2 separate regions of the Anas platyrhynchos genome follow, and region 2 is linked to region 1. Evidence: chromatin contacts called from public Hi-C data. All regions are on one chromosome and are shown on one strand. The core of a region is the stretch at or near the end of the contact, and the rest is flanking DNA. Distances in the headings are between cores, read along the strand shown.

Region 1 (5,766 bases), core at 1,442-3,941:
ATAGGGCTCATGTGGAAATGAGGTCAACATGAAAGCAAACAAACACATTTTGGCACAAACAAGGGAAACAAGCTATTCTGAGGAAGGCAGGTGAGAGCAGTCTTTTTTTTGGCTGTCTTGAGGGAGAAGAGGCCTTCCCCCAATAACATTACTGTCACTCACTTCTTATAACTGTTAGTCTAGACAGCTGTGTATTAATTAAGGAAACAAGAACACGTAGCACACGGCAAAGTTTCTGGAACCAAGCAGCAGTAACTGAAGTGACTTATTGCTTCGAGGGCCGCGTCAGACTCTTGGATTGTGGGGCACAGGCAGTCTGGGCTTAAGTCATGTCTGTGAGGGACAGGAAACGCCGACAGTGCCCGCTGCTTGGAAAAGCAGCCACAAGACTTAACAAGGCTGCGGATGCTGGTGGGTGACTGGGTGCAGGGTCACCACACATCACATCACCTCCCACTAACAGCACGTGTGTATCTGCATCCAGCAAAGGACAGCTACCCAGACATGCCTTGACAGCCTTCTGTGCTCGGTCTTGCACCCACAGGAGTGACAGGGACTCTCCAAACTCCCTTTTATTTTTTTATACTAGTAGCCTAGCTAAAGCGAGCACTGTATGTTCTGCTAACTACGGGTTCTTTGGTGTAATATTCTTCTATTGCCATTTCCCTCGTGGCTGATTATCATGAAATAAGAGGATGTGTGAAGTGATAGGCATGTCTCAAGGACTTTAAGTAAAGGTATAAAGTTCTGTACTTTCAGTGGATACCCTCTTCTGTAATTACAGATTAAAAACTGAAACTAGCATTAGGTACTAATGATCTGCAGTTTCCATCAAGTGAAATACTGCTTCTGCGTGCAAGACATTCTAGTAACTCTTCTTGGAAGAATAAATGCCATTCTCAAGTTCACTACTGCCCCCTCCCCACAACACTGCTTATATCAGTGACTTTTAGTCAAACCAGTTAAGGCTCCTACTTCAGGCAATGATGAGTTAGCAGCAGGAGGTGCTAAACCTAGATCTCTAAGCAGTGAAGGTAATCTGGCTTTCCTGCTGTGCTGGAAGTACATCTTAAATAGCTGTTAAAAAGCTACGCTCTGCTGCGTGAAATCGGGCTAGCCGCGTTTCATTACTGCCTGCTAGTGGTTGGAGCCTACTTAAACAAGCTTTGGAATCTTTAGGTTTTTCTTTAAGTGCCACGGGCTCTCCTCCTTTCAGAAAAGGAAGATCAAGGTTATTCAACTCAGCATATCAGGTACAGTTTTGCTAAGTGGGCAGTACTGGGTTTTTGCAGCAATAACTTGGCTAGCTAGCAAATGTGAGTACCTCACCATGCTCCTCAACTCATGAAAACTACAAATTGCAGGTAAAGCAGCAACATAAGCCTTTCCATGAGAGTTAAGACTGCATCCACTACTACAGTAAAACTCAAGAGACCGCAACAGAAGGTGCTGTGAGAAACTTAATGCTGCAAATTCTTATTTGACTCAGGTAGCGAGATGGTTATACGTTACTTATCAAATCACGTTACCACTGGTTTGCAGACCGGTGCTTACTTACTGAATCACACTCTGTCTGAGCCCATTTCGTAACTGGTTTTTGTTCATTGTTGGATTCCATTCCTGTTTGTCCAGGTGGGTCGATACAAAGTTGTCCACCTTCTGCCTCAAGTTTTGATAGGCTGGCTAAACAACAACAAAAGAAAATCCAGTTAAAGTGCTAAAAGATCCCCAACCCGCTGCCAGAACCCTGCATAGTACTTCTTTTGTTGTGTACATTCCTGTTTCGTTGTCTGTATTCAGACTTTCTGAACAAAGGTAAGCTTGTTTTACTTAACAACACAACTGGTAACTGCACCGAGCAGCCTGTCAGCATGCTGTTACAATAACAGAAATAACTGATTTGCTTAAAAATTGTTGTCTGCTCCTAACTTTACTTAGTGAAATACAAACCATCTGCATAGACAGGAGTTGTTCATACAGGATTGTTCTTGTCTGGAAACCGTCTATCACGGAATTCCTAGGAAACCCAGTAATTAGCGAGTGTTGCTATCACCAAAGTGATTTGCTTCTGTGACACCAACATCAAAGCTAAAAATTGGAAGGGTTTTGTAGGTGGAAACTTAGATTAATTCCCGTTTACTGGAAATAAAAAAACGTACAAGAACATATGGCCACTGAGGTTACGGTCCTGTGCAAGGAGTGTGTGGCAGCACTTTGAGATCAAATGTGGTGTGAATGCGGGGTGATGCACGAAAGGGTCGGTAACAGAGGGGCAGCCACACCGAGGGCCGGGTCCCTCCGCCTGGGCAGCCCCCCCGGGGCAGCTTCAGGAGCCGGCTGCGGGCTGAGCACGGGCCTGGCGCTGAAACCGGCCCCTGAGGAACTCGAGACCGAGCCAAAGGCCCGGGGAGAGGCCCCCTCGCACCTTGGTATCCACGTCGGCCAGGCAGTCCCTGCGGAAGCCATCGAAGAGGCCGCGGCTCTTCAGCTGCTCCACGATGATGGCGATGAGCTGCGCGTCCCCGGGCGGCAGCGAGGCCGGGTCGGTGGCTCCGGGCCCTGAGGCGGAGGCCGAGCCTCCCGCTGCCCCCCCCCCTCCCGCCGCCCCTCCGCCCGCCCCGCCCGGCGCGGCCCCGCCGCCGCCGCCGCTCTCCGACATGGCCGGCGGCCGCCACCCGCTCGCCTCAGGCCGGCGCCGGCGGCGCGCGGCGTTTTGCGTCGCCCCGGCGCGTTGCATCTCGGGGAGGCGAGTCCTTCCCCTTGAGGCGCCCTTATAGGCGGCGAGGCCTGTAAGTTCAGGGGAACTACGACTCCCAGGGTGCATCGCGGAGGGACAGGGGAGGGGAGCGGGGCTGTCGCGGTGCAGCTTGGGAGTTGTAGTTCGCTGGGGGGGGCGCTGAGGTGGGCCCTGCCAGGCCCTCGGGGGGCTGTGGCAGCCCCGGGGCGGTGCTGTGCCCCCCCCCCCAAATGTAGACGTGGGGAGTAGCGGTCCCGTCCTGTCCATGCCCTGAGACCCCCGGGGGTGTCCACTCCTTCATGATTTGGGAGGGGTTTTCAGTGGGGTTGTGAGGAAGGCACTGGTGTGAACCCATTAAAAATGGTTTTCCTGGGATTGTGTTCATTGCATCACCAACAAAAGGAAGGGCGGCCCCAAACCCAGTCCTCTTAGGGCCAACCAACCCATGTTCCAGGCGCTTTTCCTCTTGTGTGGCCTCAGACGCGCTCTTAGACACTGCTCTGACTGTGCGATATCTGGGTACAAACCCCACGCATCGGTTTTGTTCCTTTCCCAGTCATGGTGCAGGGAAGGATTTAATGCAGCAGGAGGTGGCAGCCGCAGGGAGACCCTGCACGAGAGCAGTAATGCAAACACACCCCGCATGGGTGCCCTCTGTACCCTGCTGAACAAGTATGAAGGCAGCACTCTGTGCGCTGTCCTCCTCTGCCTGATTAAAATTCAGGAGCCCTGACAAGCAGCATAAGCTGTCCCCTTCCATCTGGCACCTCTGAGGAGAGAAGAGAGGAAAAAACCTGGTGGTGTTTTACAGAGCCTGAGCTATGCTCTGACAAAAGCATCCTGTGCAAATGCTGTGTCCCGTGAAGAGGCACGGGCGCTGTCCCAGATTTCTCTTTAGTTTAACTCTGCCCAGGCAAGGAGCAAATGGAGGGCTCGGGGTCTCCGTGTAACACTCCAGAGGCTTCTTCCACCAGCACACTTTTTTTTTTTTTTTTTTTTTTTTTAAATTATTTATTCATTAATTTTGAGACCAGGATCTGCTGTCAGCCTCCTCAGTCCCACACGTTGCTTCTCGGGCGCGGCTGCAGGCGGCTGCCCCGGCAGAGGGCACCCCGTCCCCTCCTCTGCCCCGTCCCGTCCTTTGCTCAGCCCCAGCTCGTCCCCTGCCCCGTCCCGTCCCCTCCTCTGTCCCCTCCTGTCCCCTCCTGTCCCCTCCGCACCCAGCCGGGGCTAGGCAGCAGCAGCAGCCCGAGGCTGCCTCCCCATGCCCGCACCCATCGCCGGGAGACATCCAGCCCGGGGTTCATGCCTTGGGGGCTCCCGCAAGCCGATGACCCTCCCAATTAACAAATGACTCTAAGACACTGTCACCTGTCACCCGTCCCAGCCGTGGCACTTGCCCGGCAGCGCTTCCTTCTTCAGCACAGCACGGACAGGGGGGGCTTGGGGTGTGCAGAAAGGGGAAACCTGGTAGGTAGGTTTCGTCATATTTTGAGGATTCGTCGTGTTTTTTACAGGTTGGCTGGCTGTGTGACCTCGCTTAAGCAGTGTTTGGGGATCTGTAGCAAAGAAAAGCCCAGCATTTCACCTCATCTGTAGGGTATTTTTGCTCATCATCATAGCCTGTTAAATCCCAGTGTGTGAGATAAAGCAGGCCAGCCCCCAGGGGGGGAGAATTCTGGACCTGGCCGTGCGTCAAACCTAGCGCAAAATTTGTCAGGTCTGTGAACTTTTCCTCTCCTGTATCCCTGCCCTCAAGGAAAGATCCAGGCGGTGTGCACAGTTCAGGTCAGTAGGAGACTCGGGAAGGGTGAAATCTTACCTGTTTTCTGCTGGTTTTGAAGACCCAGTTCTTGGGTCGGAATATGTGTGTAGGGTGTTCACAGCAAAGCTGTAAGCCTGAGGGAGGAAGTTTATTTCAGGAGAAATAACCAGAAAAAAAAAATGTTTAGAAAGCTATTTGATGAAAATCAAAGCAATGACATTTAGTCTATTTCCATATGTTACAAGCCTCCCGAAGCCCATTCCATTGCTTGACCAGGGGAGATAAAAATGCTTGATCATAGTTTAAATTGGTAAAGTCCCACCCGTCCAGAGTCACGCTTTCAATCACAGAAGCTCAGCTCTTTTTGTCACTGGGTGCCACCACCGCCTCCCTTCAGGTTTCCTCCGTTCACAGCCCCCACTCTCCACCCACCCCCTGTTGCTGTCACAGGAGCGGCAAACCAGCTCCTGTTTTCTTGGAATTTCTGATAGCACGGGGAAAAAGTTCCCCTCAGCTCCAGCTGCCTACAAAAAGTCATGGACATGAATGTTTGTGGTGAACGTTGTAAGCCCTGTTTTATACTGCACCGATGGCTTTGCATGATTGACAACATTTCTTCCTTAGACGATGCGTGTAGCTTTTTCCTATCGCATGATTTGAAGCACAAGCCCCTGCCCATGAGGATTTGGGGTGGGGGCAATCAGTGTGGCTGGCAAAGGGGAAGGCTCACTTTCCTCTCTGAGGTTTTCCAGCTCCTGTGTCAGTGTTAAACGATGCGGACTGGACGGAGGAGACACAGTAGGAAGCTTTCTCTTCCTTCTGACAACCTCCAGCCACAAAACTAGAAGCCGGTTACTGAGTCTAGCTTCTACCAGCTTTGGCCATACCAATGATCAGAGAAAGGTGGAGCTGCAGAGCCCTGCTGCAGGGCTGGGGGGTGAAGCTTGGTACGCACATTTGGGCTGCTAGTGACAGAATTACTGAACTCTCTCTGCTTCAGCTGAAAACTTGGAGAGTTTTAGCATCCGTTCTGGTTCTCTTGAAAAACTAGAGCATTGAACTGGGACCATGATTTTCCAATGCCTGTGTGCTGTAGCGTAAGGAGATAGCAAAAGAAAGTCTGTGTTAACCCCAAAGGGAGATCAGACAGACCCGAGCAGCTATGCAGGCAGTCCCTGCTCTGCATGGAATTCTGCCCCTGTAAATCCAACCACTTTATAGATAAAGATTTCCCTTCTAATAACTGTAGGAATAGCCCCATAGG
Region 2 (5,766 bases), core at 1,188-3,687, 130 kb before region 1:
TGCTTTTGAAGGGAGACGCTGCCTTTGCCCTTTGCCCGTCTGCTGGTATCTCACCTGTCCCTCACAAGTTCACTAATGGCCAAGATAACCGGCTCTCCGAGTACCCCAGGATAAAATTCCTTGGGGACAGCAGTTAGGAAATATCACTCTTATCTACACAGTCCCAGCTCCTTCTGTCCCCACTCACGACAAAGCTCCCAGCCCTGTCGCTGCTATTAATTGTGGTCCCCATTGGTAATTTTGGCAAAAAGAAGAGTGAAAGAAGGCGGTGAGCGCTCAGCATCATCTGGGGACGTGCAGAGCATCTCCCCTGCAGGCTGCAAGGCTGCCCAAATCCCGGGGGGCTGCAGGAGGAGGCAGCAGCATGGGGGTGCCGAAGTGACCCTCTGAGGAGCCTCTGGGCTCTTCTTCCTCGGTGCCCGCAGCCCTGCGCTTCCCACCTGCAGCAAGAGGCGTGCGGAGCTCTCCTGCCCGGCTCTTGGCGTGGAAAATGTGCGGTGCAAGGTTGCCTTCAAGTGCAAGCAGGAAGGTACTGCAGGGACGGGAGGGTGAGGGCTGCAAAGGCTGGGACACGTCTGGGAATTGTGCTTCCAGCTCACAGCAAAAGAGACTGCAAGTCACATAGAGCAAGGACCTCCTGCCCCTGCAAACAAGCCACAAACAAACAACAAAACAAAAACAAAAATCACCAACAGAAAAGAAAAAAATCATCCCCAAATCACCCAATTCTCAAATAAGTTTGAGAGTTATTGTATTCTCAAAATACAATAACCTGAGGAAATATAACTTTATATAGTTTACATAGCTAGTTCATACAGTTGCAGTATATAACTTTGGGAATCCCAACCATGCTCCGTGGCCTGCACACCCCACTGAGTTCAGGACCAGCTCGTACCCCTTTCCCACTGCTGCATGCACAAGTGAGCAGTGGCTTTGTGGGACAAATTGGTGTTGGTAAAAGGAAGCAAAACTTTGTCTTCAGGAGCCAATGCAGGTTGTTCTCAGCCCTCCTGTCATTGTAATCTGAGGGGTTTTCTTTCACAGAACTAAGTTTTTATGAAAAAATAAAAAATCATATCTTGGTTGTAGCTAATTTTGATCCTTTTGGATCATTTTTCTCATTAAAAAAATTCAACCTGCCTCAGAATTAACAACACGAATAGTCCGAGTGTAGCTTTCCTGAAAATCGCCTTCTCAAAATTTAATTTATTTTCTTAGAAAGGCTCTGGAAATAATCACTTAAAACTTAGTTAAAGTTAATATCAAGTTTTCACACTTCAGAGCCAATTAACCATTTTTTTTCTCATGGTTCTAAATTAATATTTTTCCTATTTCAAGTATGGGTAACTTCTCTGCTGTTCCTTTATCTGGGAAATCTGGGTACTGACATGAGAAAGCTGAGTTGTCCTCTAGAAAAAGTGATGAGACCTAATTAAGAGCCATCAAACACACTGAAACGTGCAGTGAACACCTCCACATGCTCAGTGTCCTTTCTCTTCATCCTGGCATGCCTGGTATCACCCAAACAGAGGGAGGCGAGAGTGTGCAGGGTCATTCTGTGGTTGCTGCTATGGCTTCAGTCACATCCTTTGCTCTTCCAGATGCTCAAAATTTGTGTGAGAGAGGGTGGCAGATCTGGCACTGGGGAACAACATATTGTAAGGCACAGAATTAACAGCTATCCCATTCTAGCAGGATGAAAAGCAGCCACCAGCGCAAGAGACAGGCAGAAAAGTGCTATAAGGGAGGAAGAATATATCAGTAAAACACCGAATCCTGCAAACTCTTTCCCAGGTCATTCAAACCCCAGTGCTGGCGCTGGATTTTGTGGGGGATGCTAAAGGCCACGACTCTCCATCCCTAAGCAGCCTTTCAGCTATTGCCCTGCCTGTTTTGCTCCTGCAGCTGCAATCCAGACTGCCGTGCCCTCCCTCTCCACCTCTCCGTGCTGCTGTGCAGGAGGTGCTTTCCTCCCTCCTGCTGCAAGATGGTGCTGCAGAACAGGGAAATGCGCCCGTGCCAGAGCCGCTCGGAGGCAGCGTGCAGGAGGTGTTGCTGCTGGAGGACAGGGCCTGCCTGCCCTGCAAAGCGTGTGCGGGGCTCTCAGCGGCTGCAGGGGCTGCTGGCAGCAGGGGGGGGACCAGGAGGTGCAGGAAGATGCTGGAGCAGGCTGGGGGCTGCATCTCGCCTGCACCAATTCCTCCTGCCCAGGGACAAGCAACCCATTGCTGGTGATCCCTCCATCCGTCTGTGCCACAGATACGGGGTGTCAGGGCAATGCGGGTGGAAATTCCCCCTCTGCCTTTGCCTGCGTCATGCACAGGGACGGGACAGCTTTGGCCTGAGCCTGGTGGGTTGGTATGTCCCTGAGTGATTAAACTGGCTGCATTTGTCAGGCTTTAAGTCACAATGTTCATGTGAATCCAGCCCTGCTCTGCACTGATGTAAGCTTTGGTTATTTCCTTGAAGAAATCCTGCTTCACGCTGGGACAGTCTGCAGCCAGACTTTCTGGTTAGTGCGCCCTGGTGAATGCAGTGGCAGCAGTTTAAGATATCACTGCCCCCAGCTCTCCGACTTGTGTTCTTGTGGGATATGTCCAACCCTCAGTCAGATCAAGGCATATCCCCATCATTCCACTTCTCCAGCCTTACAGTGTGTGTTTTTTGGGGGCAAACTGACCTTTGCTGATGACTTAGGCTGTTGTAATAAACTCTTCTTCAGAGCTCCTGTGATGGAGGTGTGCATCCCATGAGGCCGGTTTTGCTCCAGGAGTGGTGACCATAAGCAAGCCACAGCAAAATCCTTTGGGTGTCTTAAACTGGTCAACTGTGGTTGACCAGAGGATGTAGGTCAGAGCCCTAAATACAGCCCTTGCACTTCATTTGTTCTTGTTTTTACCATACCTGTACCCATTTACTTACAGAGTTATACAACTTACCATGTGTTTATTTGGATTCTCTGTAGGAGACTTTATTGTGCAAGAAAATGGTGCATGGAACATTTGCTATTTTATTATTATTTTTTAAAAGTTCATTTTCATTAGTAGGTTATCTTTAAACTTTGGGTAGACATGGAAATTCAGAAAAGAAATCACAAGAAGGAATTAAGGAATTACTACCTAAATGAAACTCTCTATCAAATATACATGAAAAACAAAGTAAGTGTAAAAAAGCCCATTCTGCATGTAAAACTGATGTATTAGAGGTTGTTTCTAAGTGGTGAGCTAACTTAGGTATTTTTGCTGATTGGTTTTCAAGATTTTAGTGCTAGCAGAATGCATTCTGAAATTTTTATTCACGGCTAGAGGAGAAAAATTAAACTTTCCTGCTTTCTAAGCCATTAATTAACACCTGGATGATACAGTACCTGAATCAAACTAATTGAATAAATCAGAATTAAAGATTTTTTTTTTTGGTACTTGCAGTAAAAGTTATTTTCATTACAAGCTTATTGAGCTTTTTGACCTGTTTTACTCGTGGTCTGTGGCTTCCACCATTTCAGCAGTTTGACTGTTCTGTAAGATGCTGTCATCATGTATGGGTTGTGCAACTTTTCTATACAGCACAAAGGATTTCAACAGATTATGGGATAGGGTTGATTCCACTTCTAATATCATTTAAAATGTGTGTAGGTGAAATAATGATAAGTCAATGTTTATTGACACTGAGAGCACCCTTTAGCTGCCCATATATACCCCAGCAGGTTGTTTTTATGCTGACACTGGTTTTGTTAATGGTGATGGCCTTGACTGGGTATAATGTCTTATTTTCTGTTCTCATCCTCATGCCATTTATTCCTAAATGTCCTAGCAGTAGCTGTGAGGGGTTTGGTCGTGTTCCTCAGAGCCCCCATGACTCTGCTTCCAAATCTTGGCTGGAGTTGGTTCCCCAGCACAGGCTCCTGAATCCTTTTGTGGGGATGCTCTGGGGATGCTCTCTTAGAAGAAGGCTGTGATCCATTCTGCACACCTAGGTGTGCTGCTTGGCCTTCAGCTGCTGCTCCAGAAGTCCACCAACCTCCAGGAGGTCCCGTGTCCCACCTGCCAGCCCCGAATGGCTATCCTGGATAACCCCCACAACTCAGCTGGCTCCTGACACCTGCATTTTGCCAACAAATGCCTTCCAGCTCACATTAGATGTTGCTCTTGTTCTGCTGCGTGATCTGCAGCAAGTCACTTCTCCCTGCTCCTTTCATCCTTGGCTGTGGCTATTTTGAGAGTCACCTCCTTGGTCCATGTGCTCCCTCACACCAGGTATTTACCTGGATCAGAGGAGTAATACAAGGTAATAACCATGTGGCCCAGACCCACCTGCCAAAAGCAGCAGGTCCAACAGGTCCAACTCGACGTCCACGTGCACAGCGAGCTCCGGCTGTGTGCAGAGCACAGAATTCATGCCCGTGTCAAGCTGGTGCTGCCCGACACCTGGAAATTGAGTAGAGGACTGTACAAGTTGGGGGGAACAGAAAATGGATGGATGGATACAGGAATAGCAGGGAATATGGTGGCAGTGGATGTAGAGTTATCAGTGGTTTGGCTTTCTCCTCCCTTCCAACTGGACAATGCCATCCCTTGGCTCTCGGGCAGGGTTTTCAGGGACCAGAGCTGCCTCCTTCCTGTGCTATACCATGTGTGCAGGCATAGCCTCATTAGCAGCTCATTAGTAGCACTCCCTCCCTTGACTATTTATTTATTTATTTATTCGTCCATCTTCACCCATCTGGGCAGTGAGTGCCCAGCAGAGGAGCAGAGGTGTGATGGCTTTACTTTTAGGGATTTCTTTACTCTTGGTGCCTTCCCCCTCTGCCCAGCCTGTCCCCGCAGGAGACGTCCCTCCTCAGGACACAAGGCAGTGGAGTTTGCCTCCTGCCATCCACCCACAGTGATTCTGCTGGGAAGTGACCAGAGGCAGGTTTTCTCCTGTATTTCTGCCATCAGCTCCATTCCCTTGATACTCCTTGAAAAGGAAATTGTGGCGTGACTCAGGGTTCCCATTTGTCTTGGCTTCTTTCCAAATCTTTGCTGTTCCTTCCCTTTTATTATTTGTCCATTTTGACTCTTCCTCTTTTGTTTCTTATTTCCCTCTCTGCTGCTTTCTTCAATTTTCTCTTTTCCTTTCTCCCCCTTTCTCTTCCTTTCTCCCTCTCTCTTGCTGCTGGATATTATGAGCAGTGACAGCAGCCGCTGGGGGCTGGAATCCAGGGAGATAACAGCACTGCCATGAGAATCCGTCTGCTCGGCTACAATTAGCCCTGCTGATATCTTTCACCTGGACAGAGCTGCCTTATCATTGCTACTTCTTGGAAAATGAAGGGTCACAGATAGCGATCGCAGATAGCATGACTCTGGCATTTCCCTCTGGTTTTCATGTTGCTGGAATCCCTTTTTGGCTCCCTTCTCCATATGATTAGTTTTGCATCTCTCTTGTTCAGCTGTGCTGCTGTCAGATGGAAAGCAGGCACCGCAGCTTTCCAAAGGGCGCACGGCTCAGGCAGAGACCCGGCTCCATTTACCTGATGTGAGCAGCAGCACACGTCCGTGGATCCTGCGTGTTTCTGAAGTTCAAAGCCAGAAATAAAATAACGCGTCAGTGCCCCAGGGCCTCTTTATGGTAAGTTGTTGCCCTGTCTTTGGAAACTCTGGAGAAGGGCGCAAGCCAGAGCCAGCTGGGCTTGTTAAGCACTGGGCCGATCCACCCACCCTTCTGCTGGCTGCTTGCGCAGTTCCTGACTAGCAACGTGAAGATATTGGCAAATGCTGCCATGGC

What was found. A called contact is a pair of places that touch in the nucleus more often than the background predicts.
Region 2: a Hi-C map of skeletal muscle shows a contact between it and region 1, with 2.6 times the contacts expected there. The contact joins the enhancer-like site here to the promoter of BOD1 in region 1. A contact is called at or near these places in 5 of 8 Hi-C or Micro-C datasets (F1 follicle, F5 follicle, liver and 2 more).

Annotation. Positions count from the first base shown.
Region 1 is chr14:10,638,025-10,643,790 of IASCAAS_PekinDuck_T2T, reverse strand. It overlaps BOD1 (biorientation of chromosomes in cell division 1), which reads right to left and starts at 2,691. Exons shown (of 3, transcript XM_027468524.3): 1 at 2,426-2,691; 2 at 1,559-1,683. The coding sequence starts at 2,659.
Region 2 is chr14:10,764,747-10,770,512 of IASCAAS_PekinDuck_T2T, reverse strand. No RefSeq gene overlaps it. Among named protein-coding and RNA genes, the nearest start is that of NKX2-5, 17 kb to the left of the region's middle. Within about 2 kb of position 2,437, at least 1 of the 8 cell types and tissues checked has an H3K27ac peak or open chromatin away from gene starts, as enhancers often do.